Regions from separate parts of the Macaca mulatta genome. Here all the other regions are linked to region 1. The links are chromatin contacts, called in public Hi-C maps. All regions are on one chromosome and are shown on one strand. The core of a region is the stretch at or near the end of the contact, and the rest is flanking DNA. Distances in the headings are between cores, read along the strand shown. Region 1 holds the start of RBM4B (RNA binding motif protein 4B). Region 2 holds the start of CTSF (cathepsin F). Region 3 holds the start of CCS (copper chaperone for superoxide dismutase).

The links. Hi-C and Micro-C count contacts between places; a contact is called where the count stands out from the background.
Region 2: a contact with region 1 is called in a Hi-C map of liver, with 2.6 times the contacts expected there. The contact joins the promoter of CTSF here to the promoter of RBM4B in region 1. A contact is called at or near these places in 6 of 14 Hi-C or Micro-C datasets (CD4 T cells, blood, cortical neurons and 3 more).
Region 3: a Hi-C map of cortical neurons shows a contact between it and region 1, with 3 times the contacts expected there. The contact joins the promoter of CCS here to the promoter of RBM4B in region 1. A contact is called at or near these places in 6 of 14 Hi-C or Micro-C datasets (CD4 T cells, blood, cortical neurons and 3 more).

Annotation. Positions count from the first base shown.
Region 1 is chr14:7,736,270-7,740,109 of T2T-MMU8v2.0, reverse strand. It overlaps RBM4B (RNA binding motif protein 4B), which reads right to left and starts at 2,042. Exons shown (of 5, transcript XR_003722460.2): 1 at 1,956-2,042; 2 at 848-1,271. It also overlaps a transcript of MRPL11 not described here.
Region 2 is chr14:7,842,877-7,846,716 of T2T-MMU8v2.0, reverse strand. It overlaps CTSF (cathepsin F), which reads right to left and starts at 1,993. Exons shown (of 14, transcript XM_015113633.3): 1 at 1,766-1,993; 2 at 1,476-1,574; 3 at 1,077-1,163; 4 at 926-1,075; 5 at 741-816. The coding sequence starts at 1,978. It also overlaps a transcript of MRPL11 not described here.
Region 3 is chr14:7,824,795-7,828,634 of T2T-MMU8v2.0, reverse strand. It overlaps CCS (copper chaperone for superoxide dismutase), which reads left to right and starts at 1,841. Exons shown (of 8, transcript NM_001261515.1): 1 at 1,841-1,912; 2 at 2,261-2,333. The coding sequence starts at 1,874. It overlaps CCDC87 (coiled-coil domain containing 87), which reads right to left and starts at 1,648. Exons shown (of 1, transcript XM_001109501.5): 1 at 1-1,648. The coding sequence starts at 1,648. It also overlaps a transcript of MRPL11 not described here.

The DNA.
Region 1 (3,840 bases), core at 793-3,292:
CTGGTATACACCTGAAAAATTGAATTTTAAATTTTATCTAATCTTAGTTAATTTCAATTTACTAAACCACATGTAGTTACCATATTAGCACAGTTCTAGAGTCTTCTGACAACCTCTTGTGGTATTAGTGACAACATAAGTACCTTTATCATCAGTATAAATAGTATGATGCTTTTACTGGAATTTCTTCAGAAGCGGGACCATCATTCTCATTTAGTCTGATATGTTTAGAAATTTCTTTTTCTTAGGGTTAAATAATAGTAGGTGGAGCAGAACACTCCATGGCATGTTTTTTGACTCTGCTTGAATAGATTGCACAAATCTGAGCAACCAAAAGATACTCCCGCAGATCGACTTGCCACCCAGATTTAGAATATAGGGCTTCCTCTAGATGTCTTTTTTCTTCTTTCCCACCAGTATCCATCACCCAAAGCAGTAAAGAATATAAATCTTAAGCACTTAAACCCTCAAATATAAGGCTTCCCGATCATAACTAAAGACACAGGTAAGCCACAGACCTTTATCCTCCCTTCTCTCATGAGGTACTCGTTTCCCCAAGCAGATTACACCTCCAACAGCACTCGAATGAATGCAAGAATCTCGCAGGATAAAGTAACCCACAGTCTGCGATTCTATGCAGTCGGTGAGCAACATCTTAGCAAACCTGAAAAGGGGAAGTGTTTGCTTCCCCAGAGGTAAACTATGCTTAAGAGCGGAAAACATAATCTATTATTTCCAGCTAAAACAGAATGAAAGAGACCACCCTGCCAGTTCTATAGTCTTGTGTTCTTGCCTGTCTTGAGCTAGACCCCACTCGGCTCTACTACCCAGGCCCAGAGCAGTTCACCTTGAAACTCTGTGTTGTCAAGGCCCCTGATGGCCTCCACTGCATCCTCTGCCCGCTCCATGTGTACGAAGGCATAATCTTTCACGATGTCACATTCGATGACCGGACCATACTCCTCAAACTTGGCTCGAAGCTCTTGGTTGGTACAAGTGGGGCTGATGTTACCCACGTGTAACTTGGTTGAAGCTTTGCTCTTATTCTTGCTGGCTTCCACGTTGATGTTCACCCCATGAAGCTTGTAATGGTGCAGGTTGCGTATGGCATCCTCAGCTGCCGTCTTGTCTTCTATGTGCACAAAGCCATAGTTCTTAATGATGTCACATTCCAGCACCTTCCCATACTGTTCGAAAAGAGAGCGAATCTCCTGCTCTGTGGCCTCCCGGGGCAGGTTTCCGATGAACAGCTTCACCATCCTGACAAGAGCCTGGGAGAGAAAAACAAGATTTCAAAAGTCAGGGGTGTGGTGGGAAATTTCGGTGCACTGCAGCATTTTCATCTAATCCTCCAAAGTTCTTGCACCTTCAGAGACCCTCGCATAGACATTCATTATTCTTCCTCAGTAGAAGGGCGGTTTGTTCTTGAGAAGTGCGAACTATGTGTGACATGGAAACAGGAGGTCGAGGGTCAGCATGCATAGCACAGTCTATCACCTCTGTGAAATGGAGCGCAATGAAATACCAGAATTAGCTGTTTAATGTCTTAAAATGAGGAAAGAGAAAAGCCCAAGCAAAGGCAAGGGGTATCTATCGCAGTGCGCCTGGTAACAAGGTTTTGGAGGGAAATCTGTGTACCTCTCCTCCACGCACTAGCACCTTTCAAGATACACTAAAAGGAAAAAAGTCCCCTTTCCCTCTAACCGGGACCAACCACCCGCCCCCCAGCGGCCCACCCTCCAGCTTCTTCGCTCCAACAAAGACTCGACCCGACCCCTGCCCCGCCTCCTTCCGGAGACCCGGTCCCGCCTCCTCCCGTTGTCTCCCCGGACCTCCCGCAGCAAAATGAGAAACCCAAATCCCCGCCATGCCTTCTGCAGGAGGCCCGGCCCGGCCCGGCCCGCCCCGCCCCGCCCCCGAGCTCCCCACATCACACACACAAGACCCCCTCGCACCTCCGGGTGGCGGCGGCGGCGGCGGCGGCTCCCGCGTCAGGGAGAACCCTACAAAATGGCGACGGGCGCTCGAGCCTCGACGCGACCGGGCCCTTTCTCGCGGGCCAGCTCACGCACCGGCTCACGCACGCGCGAGTACGCGCTGCTTCCCTCCCCTTCCCCTCGCGGGAGCCGAGTGACCAATCGCGAGGCTGCATACAAATGACCTCGCAACACGGGGGCGGGGCCTCTTGGTGGCGGCACAGCGCCGCGGAGGTCAGCCCACCCCCAGCCCCAGCCAGCCAGTCATCACCCTGGAAAGGATCGCCACTCCTGCGTCAGAGGGGCTCTGGACGCAACCACTGCCTAGAAAAGCGGAGGCCCCGGGGAGTCACTCACCATCACAATGGGTCCTGCTATTGGGCCCTCTGAGGAGGCCGGAGAGCTAATGACAAAGGGGAATCTCCCCGAGGGCCCTAAAAAGGGGCTTTCGTAGCGGGCTGGCCGGCCTCTGTGGCAGCTTGGGGCAACATTTCAGAAATACAGGCGCGCCACATTTTAAGCAAAACTAGTCATTGTTTTGTAGCGCTTTAAACATTATTTTAGTGTTTCATTACAGACGTGTTATTTATTGGTACGGAAACTGAGAACGAAGGGGCAGAAGGATAACCTGGCAAAACTAGGACAGGCCTAAGAGGCATTGCTACCCAGGCTACGCTTAGTCATGTTTTGTTTGCTCGTGAGTATCCGTGGTCTGGTTCTCTCTCATTGTGTGTCCATCACAGTCCTGGTCTGTGGTGAACACACGAGAGGAATACTTGGTGGAGAGGCCCAGCAAGGTCTCTAGTTAAGGGTGGGACAGGGTCTCCTCGTCCACACCACGCTGGAAGTCTAGGCTACTGTGAGTTTCCCAACTGTCTAGCATTGAGAATTCAGCTGTGGTCCAAGGGCACCTCCTAGCGGTAAAAACAAGCTTAGGCGGGCCGGGCGCGGCGGCTCACGCCTATAATCCCAGCACTTTGGGAGGTTGAGGCGGGCCGATCACGAGTTCAGTAGTTCGACACCAGCTTGGCCAACATGGTGAAATCCCGTCTCTACTAAAAATACAAAAAATAGCCGGGCATGGCGGCGGGCGCCTGTAATCCCAGCTACTCGGGAGCCTGAGGCAGGAGAATCGTTGGAACCCGGGAGGCGGAGGTTGCAGTGAGCCGAGATGGTGTCACTGCACTCCAGCCTGGGTGACAGAGCAAGACTCGGTCTGGAAAAAAAAAAGTTTAGGTGGATTCCCCAACTGTCACCTTCCAACAAAGAGTAGCCTTTTATGGAGATTGATGGATTGGGTTTATCTCGTGGAGCCTGCCAGGGAGATTGTCAGCCACCATTCCTCATTGTAGTGGCTCCATAATGGCTTCTCTGATACCATCAGGCACACATTCCCCAGGCTGCCTTCTTCCACCCCAGCTACTTGGATATATTCTATCCCTGAGTTCCTTTTGTTTCTCAGCCATTTCAGAAGAGGCACTGTCCTTCCGATTTTATTTTATTTTTATTTTTCAATTTTTTAAAGACAGAGTATCGCTGTGTCACCCAGGCTGGAGAGCAGTGGTGCGATCTCGGCTTACTGCAACCTCCACCTCCCGCGTTCAAGCCATTTTCCTGCTTCAGCCTCCCCAGTAGCTGGGACTACAGGTGTGCGCTACCACACCCAGCTAATTTTTGTATTTTTAATAGAGACGGGGTTTCACCATGTTGGCCAGGCTGGTGTCCACTGGCCTTGGCATCCCAAAGTGCTGGGATTACAGGCATGAGCCACCACGCCCGGCCCTCAACTGTTACTACTATTATTTTTGAGTCAGGGTGTCACTTTGTTTTCCAGGCTAGAGTGCAGTGGCACCATTATGGCTCA
Region 2 (3,840 bases), core at 744-3,243, 110 kb before region 1:
TGGGGGCCAGACATGCAAGTGATGGAGTGGGAGGTCTGATCAACTTTTGGGGCCAAACTGAAGTGATGACTTCCCAGGTGCAAAAGCAGTAAATGGGGTCTTAAGGACACTACCCACAAGAGGTGGTGGGGAAAGGCCATGTTGTCAAGGACTCTCCAGCACAAAAAATCCGGCCTCTGCCCCATCCCACCCTGCCCAGAGTGATGGAGACGCATGGCTTTCTTTTTTTTTTTTGAGACCGAGTTTTCACTCGTCACCCCTGCTGGAGTGTAATGGCGCAATCTTGGCTCACTGCAACCTCCGCCTCCTGGGTTTAAGCGATTTTCCTGCCTCAGCCTCCCGAGTAGCTGGTATACAGGCATGCGCCACCACGCCCGGCTAATTTTTGTACTTTTTTTTTTGGTAGAGATGGGGTTTCACCATGTTGGCCAGGCTGGTCTTGAACTCCAGACCTCAGGTGATTTGCCCGCCTCAGCCTCCCAAAGTACTGCAATTACAGACATGAGCCACCGCACCCGGCCAAAACCCATGGCTTCTGAGCAGGAAGATAAGGTGGGAGAAGGGACCAGGTACTCAGGGTAGCTGCCCAGTCTAGCAAGGCTTAGGGAGAACTCAGGAATTACGGGGTCCTTGAACAGCTGCACTGCCTCTTGTCTTTCTCCTCCCCCACACCAAGGTGCCAAGTTGGGGGGAAAGTCCTGTTCTGATAGAAACAGGTATAGCCAAGGCTGGGTCCTCACCTTCCTTTGACTCATATGTCCGGTTATACGTAATGACAAAGTTCTTGAAGATTGAAGCCATCTTCACAGGCAAGTCCTGGATAGGTAGACCAGTCTTTAGGCTAACCAGGGAAACCCACTCCAGAGGGAAGGGAGGAGAAGGGCGATGAGGCAGTGGCTGGCTCCCCAAGCTACGGGATCCTCACCTGGGGCAGGGGATCCTCATTCAACAGGGAAAGGACTGAGCTGAAAGTCTCATTTCTGCTGTCTGGATGGGGTTGGGACAGAGAAGAAATCATGGCTGAGCCCTGAGTGAAGGCTGACTTGGGCTCCCCAGCAGCCTTGGGCTCTCCCAGCACCTGGAACCTTGGTGTCCACCGGGCCACAGTCCTTCCGCAGCAGCACGTGTTTTCCAAGTTCATCCAGAACTTCGAAGCTGCAGAGCTGGAGGGAGAGGAAGAAGCTGCTCTGGGGGCCTGGATCTGGATCTGGGGAGCAAGATCTGGGCAAGATGGAGCTGGAGGCTCTTCAGATGAGGGCCACCCCTAAGGCAATCACCCCATCACAGTGGACAGCTGCACGGGGACATCCTCCCCTTCAGAGCATCCTGGTTTCTGGCCCTCGGGGCCTGGGAAGTGGCTCGAGGTGGGGCATCAGCTGCATCAGATTCCTGCGTCTTGACCTAGGAATCGTCATAATCTAACTGCTGCCTTACTCAGCCAGGGGGCGGGGAATCCCAAGAGCCTCATCACTCACCAGGGTTTTCTTGGACGCGGGGAGCCGGCACACCGTGGGGTCGTTGCAGGGTGGCTCCTCCAGGGTCGCCTCCAGGGAGTACAGCGAACCCTGGCCCGCCTGTAGAGAGGGGCAGGTGAGGCGGGCACGGTCGGCCCTTCATGGCGCCCACGGCCCCGCCCGTGCGGTGCTGCCTGTTCCCCACCACCAGAGATCGGTTCGTCCAGCGGGCAGGCCCCATCCCAGGGTTAGGTCAAAGTTCCTATCCCTTGGACCCGGGCCCGGCGCCCCCGCCCCCGGCGCGTTCTCACCCGGCGGCCGCGGCCGCGCACAAGGCCCAGCACGGCCCGCGTCCCCGCAGCCCGGCCGCGATTGAACATGTCCAGCGCGAAGCGGGTGGGCGCCAGCAGCTCCGGGGACGGCGGTCCCCAGGCCTGAAAGCTGGCGGCTTGGGGCTGGGCGGGGGCGGCCACTGCGCCCGGGAGCAGCCCCAGCAACGACAGCAGCTGCAGCCAGGGCGCCATGGCGAGGGCAAAGCCGGCTGCCCGGACGCGCGGACCCAACAGACGCGCCACCGACCGACCGGGTACAGAGCCAGCTACAAGCCGGGCCTGAGTCCTCCCTCCCGCGGGGCGACCGCGCGCCGACCAATGGGCGCTGGCTTGGGGCGCCTGCGCGCTCTCTTGTTTACAGGAGGCACGTGGGGCGCGCGGGGCAGGGAGAGCAGAAGGCTGCTGGCCTGAGGCTAAAGCTAGTCAGTAACCTCTATCACTTGCGTGTTATAGGTCACGCTTGTTACATGACATGCCAGCTCCTTTTATTCGGAGTAGCAATCTCTGAAGTAGGTGCTATCCCCATCGTACAGTGGAGGAACCGAGGCTTGGAGAGATTAAATGGCGTGGCCGGGCTCTGTGACTCACGCCTGTAAATCCCAGCACTTTAAGAGGCCAAGGGGGTGGATCACCTGAGGTCAGGAGTTGGGGACCAGCCTGGCACACGTGGTGAAACCCCGTCTCTACTAAAAACACAAAAATTAGCTGGGCGTGGTGGTGGGCACCTGTAGTCCCCAGCTACTCGGAAGGCTGAGGCAGGAGAATGGCGTGAAGCCGGAAGGCGGAGCTTACAGTGAGCCTAGATGGTGCCACTGCTCTCCAACCTGGCCAACAGAGCGAGACACCGTCTCAAAAACAAACAAACAAACAGAAAAGATGGAGACCCACCAGCCTGACCAACATACTAAACCCCATCTCTATTAAAAATACAAAAATTAGCTGAGTGTGGTGGCAGGCGCTTGTAATCCCAGCTACTCAGGAGGCTGAGGCGGGAGAATCACTTGAACCCAGGAGGCGGAGGTTGCAGTGAGCCAAGTTCGCACCACTGCACTCCAGCCTGAGCGACAGAGCAAGACTCCGTCTCATAAATAAATAAATAAATAAGATGGAGACACAGCTGGGCGTGGTGGTCCACGCCCATAATCCCAGCACTTTGGGAGGCTGAGGTAGGTGAATCACTTGAGGTCAGGAGTTCGAGATCAGCCTGGCCAACAGGGTGAAACCCTGTCTCTACTAAAAATACAAAATTAGCCGGGCACGGTGGCTCACGCCTGTAATTCCAGCACTTTGGGAGGCGGAGGCGGGCAGATCACGAGGTCAGGAGATGGAAACCATCCTGGCTAACACGGTGAAACCCCGTCTCTACTACAAAATACAAAAAATTAGCCGGGCATGGTGGCAGGCACCTGTAGTCCCAGCTACTCGGGAGACTGAGGCAGAATGGCGTGAACCCGAGAGGCGGAGCTTGCAGTGAGCGGAGATCACCCTACTGTACTCCAGCCTGGGCGGCAGAGCAAGACTCCGTCTCAAAAAAAAAAAAGAAATGGAGACCCACCAGCCTGACCAACATACTGAAACCCCATCTCTATTCAAAATATAAACATTTTCTGGGTGTGGGCCCAGAGCGGTAGCTCACACCTGTAATCCCTGCACTTTGGGAGGCTGGGGCAGGTGGATCACGAAGTCAGGAGATCGAGACCATCCTGGCTAACACGGTGAAACCCTGTCTCTACTAAAAATACAAAAAATTAGCCGGGCGTGGTGGCGGGTGCCTGTAGTCCCAGCTACTCTGGAGGCTGAGGCAGGAGAATGGCATGAACCCGGGAGGCGGAGCTTGCAGTGAGATCGCGCCACTGCACTCAACCTTGGGCGACAGAGCGAGACTCTGTCTCAAAAAAAAAAAAAAAAAAAAAAATTGCTGGGTGTGGTGGCGGTTGCTTGGAATCCCAGCTACTCAGGAGGCTGAGACAGGAGAATTGCTTGAACCCAAGAGGGGAAAGTTGCAGTGAGCCGAGATCACACCATTGCACTCAAGCCTGGGCAACAAGAGCGAA
Region 3 (3,840 bases), core at 592-3,091, 89 kb before region 1:
GGTTGATGATTTGAGACTGTTTTTCTTGACGTAGAAAGGCTGAGGACAGGAAGGTCGACCAGTCTTTATCTGCTGCAGGCTCAACTAGGGGCCCTTGATCGAAATGTAAGTGGTCAGAAGAGACATGGCTCATCAACTCCTTGTAGACCTCCCTGGTAGTACTGCCAACAAAGTTATCAATATCCATTTTTTCAATGGCTTTGGGATCCAGTTCACCAGCCAGATGGTTATACAGGGCTCCGGCCCCCTCAATGTGGAAAGAGTCTAAGAAGTTTCTATCAGAGACCCGTACGGCAGCCGCCTGGACCACGACCTCATTTCTAAGCTTCAAAGTAATGGTCACTGGTTGTGGGTGAAGTGGAAAGGATTTGGGGGGCTGGGGGTCCCACTGCCCAGAGGTTTCTTCCTCCTGGAGGTTCCTCAACATCTTCTCCAGCTCCTCCAGGTGATGCCCTGCAGCTGGGTGACGGGTCACAACCCCAAGGAGAGGAGGCAGGCCTGAGTCCAGTGGTGGGTAGTGAGTCCCCTCCAACTTCATCTTCTTTATCAACTGCTTCAGATCCTCAGCCACGATGTGCCCAGTCAGCTCTGGTTTGCTCTCTGTAGCCAAGACCAGCGGGGTTAAGGGGCGAGATCGGAGTGGAGGAAGGCCCAACTCATCTGCCAGCCTCCAGCCCTCACGCAGGGAGGGCATGGATTGGCCTCTCCGGAGCTCAGAGTAGAAAGGCAAGGGGGAAGCCCTGCTGGTGGGGGCCACAGGATAGCTGCGCAGCGACACCATCTGTGAGGAACTGATGTCGATTTCTCTCTTCTTTCCTATGGAGGGTGGCCAGTGGAGAGGCTTTTTCCTTTTCAACCGAGGGATGGACTTCAATTCCTTCACTGGATCCATCTTTCCTGGCTCATTGAGAAACTCTGGTGGACGGCTGAGTTGGATGAGGTAGTTCAGGTTGAGGTTAGAGCACTGCACTTGGGCGAAGCCAGTGCTGTGAGGCCAGGGGATAGGGCACAACTTGAATGTCCCAGCGGGGCAGACAGGGCGCAGCTTGTCCACACCTCCAGAGGCCTGCTCTGCCCTCAGCAGGGCCTGAAAGTCGGTGAGCAGGCCACGGTAGACGTCGGGACTAGTGAGGAAGAGTGTGCAGTCCCTGGCAAGGCTGGCCGCCAACCGGGTGAGCGTGGCTGATTCAGTGAAGACCCCTCTGGGGGTCGACATGGTCACCAACAGGTGCAAGTAGCGCAAGAAGAGCTGTTCACTGCTCAGCAGCACGTAAGCCTCGAGCCGCTTCCGCAGCTTGTGGTTGTTTTTGTGGCTCAGACTAAGTTCGGCGGGCGGCTCCCGCCAATTGCACTTCAGCTCGTCCAGGATGACCTTGATGAGACGTAGTCGAGCCTCAGGAGGCACTCGCGCTGCCATCCCACTGCTGGAAAGCAGCTTGGCCACCCGGCTGCACAGAGACGCCACCGTCAGCTTCGCGAGAGGGAAGGACTGTAGAATCCGGCCCTCCTGCTTGGGGCGCTTCTGAGGCTCTGGGGACGTCGCCCTAGTGGGGAAGAGCGACAGCGGACGCAGCAACCGGTGGTAAAACCGCTGGAGCTCAGGCTCGTGCTTCGGAGGCTCCATCTTACGGCCTGCGGCTGCCACCATCGGCTAACAAAAAGCGGAGTGGTTACTAAGGCAACCAGGAGCCCGAGGGCCCGAGTGCGCCTGCGCGGCCACCACCCAGCGGCTGACAGGGCAGGGCCTTGCGTGCGCACGCACTAGGAGGCGGAGTTAAGGGTGTCTTTCGAGGGCCAGTCCCCGCGACACCGCGCTGGTTGGTGCTCCTGCGCCTGAAGAGTTCTGCGTTTCGGACTGGTGACTGGGTCCAGAATGGCTTCGGACTCGGGGAACCAGGGGACCCTCTGCACGGTGAGGGTTGAGGCTTCGTGTAGAGCCTCGCCGGGCAGAGAGCCTCGGCCCCTGGGGTGATCGTTACCTTGGGTCTAAGAGGGGAAGGAGTGAGCACTTGGGTTGGGGCCTGGGGCCACGGGATGAAACTAGCATGCGAGGGTAGCAGGGGCCCTGCGTGAGTGTTGAGGGAGTGACTCCCATGGCCCTGGAATGGTCATGAGAGTCATAAAGAAGGTGCTTGAAGAGGGATTACGTGGGGGCTTGTTCCCAGACCTTGGAGTGGTCATAGGGTAGGTAGGTGGTGAAACAAAGTCATACCAACGCACTTCCCCAGCGATCATCGGTCGGTCCCTGCTGCCCTTGCAGTTGGAGTTCGCGGTGCAGATGACCTGTCAGAGCTGTGTGGACGCGGTGCGCAAGTCCCTGCAAGGGGTGGCAGGTAAGAACAGGGTAAACTTTTCTGCGGACAGTCCAGAGGCCTCTAGGAGGGACCAGGCGAATCTATTAGACGAACCTTACTCCCATTTTACAGATGCAGAAACTGAACCCCAGAGAGTGGAAGGAATGTTTTCAAGAGTTACACACAGACCTGGAGGGAGAGCCTAGAGTACAGCTGTCCAGCTTGCCCTGACAGGTTCTAACTGCCTGTCTTACTGTCCTGAACCTCACGTGCCCCAGAGACTGAGGAGCTAGGCTGAAGGAGTTCCTTGGAAAACAGGCAGTTTTTGCTTGGGAAACAACATAATCTTGACAAAGCAAACAGCAGTGCTGGCCCTATACCATCCTGAGTAGCTTCTGGTTCTTAAAAGGCCAGCTGGTCTGTAGGTGACCTGGCACAATTAGAAAGATCTGGAAAGGTAGAGCCACCAGCATGGCTCTGGGAACTGGCTTCCTTTGATTCTGTTAAGTGTTCATCCAGGCCAGGCTTAGTGGCTCATGCCTGTAATCCCAACACTTTGGGACGCCGAAGTGGGTGGATTGCTCAAGTCCAGGAGTTTGAGACCAGCCTGAGCAACATGGTGAAAACTCTTCTCTATAAAAAATACAAAAATTAGCTGGGCGTCATGGTGCGCACCTGTAGTCCCAGCTACTAGGGAGGCCGAGGCAGGAGGATCACTTGAGCTCAGGAGGTGGAGGCTGCAGTGAGTTGGATTGCGCCAGTGCACTCCAGGCTGGGTGACAGAGTGAGACCCTGTCTCAAAAAAAGAAAAAGTCATTTGGCAGGTATGGACCAGACACTGGGGTTTTTTAGGGAGAAGAGTTCACACGGGTATCAGGCACATCCCCTACACTCAGGTGGAAATAAGCATGTAAGCGTTGCCTCGGTGGCATTCACAGAATGCTTCATGGGAAGAGCAATCCTGAGAGGGAATGAGATGAGATGGCTTCTGAACCTGGGACCTTGGTAGTGGTGGACTTTGTAAAGTGGTTAGGGGTGTGAGCTCTAGAGTTCAAACCCCCTCTTTGCCACTTAATGGCACTAAGACTTCATGCGTGTTACTTTTTGTGTTTCTGTTTCTTCCGTGTTAAATGGGGGATGATAATAGAAGCTACTCTGGAGGATTGTCTTGAAGAGTAACCGAGTTAATACAAAAAAAGCACTTAGAAAAGTCTTTGGCATGTAGTAACAGCCCAGTCAATCCTAGGGGATTATGAGAGGAAGGGCTTACAGGTGGTGATCTGGATGGAAGGAGGCTGGAGGGGGCAATGGTGAAGCTGGGTTTGCTTAGACTATGTGTTTTGGGGTGGTGAGTGAGCCCTCCACTTCCTGTACAACTTGCTTGCCAGGAGAGCAGACAGTTGGCCTTTCTCTTGGACCCGGCTCAGTTTTCAGCCCTCAGCGTGTTTCTTAGGCACCAGATAAAGACTTCTGGTGACTCTGTGTTTTCTGGTCTGGCTTGGCTTTCTCATGGGGCCCAGCAAGGAAGTTGTAGTTTTCTAGAATG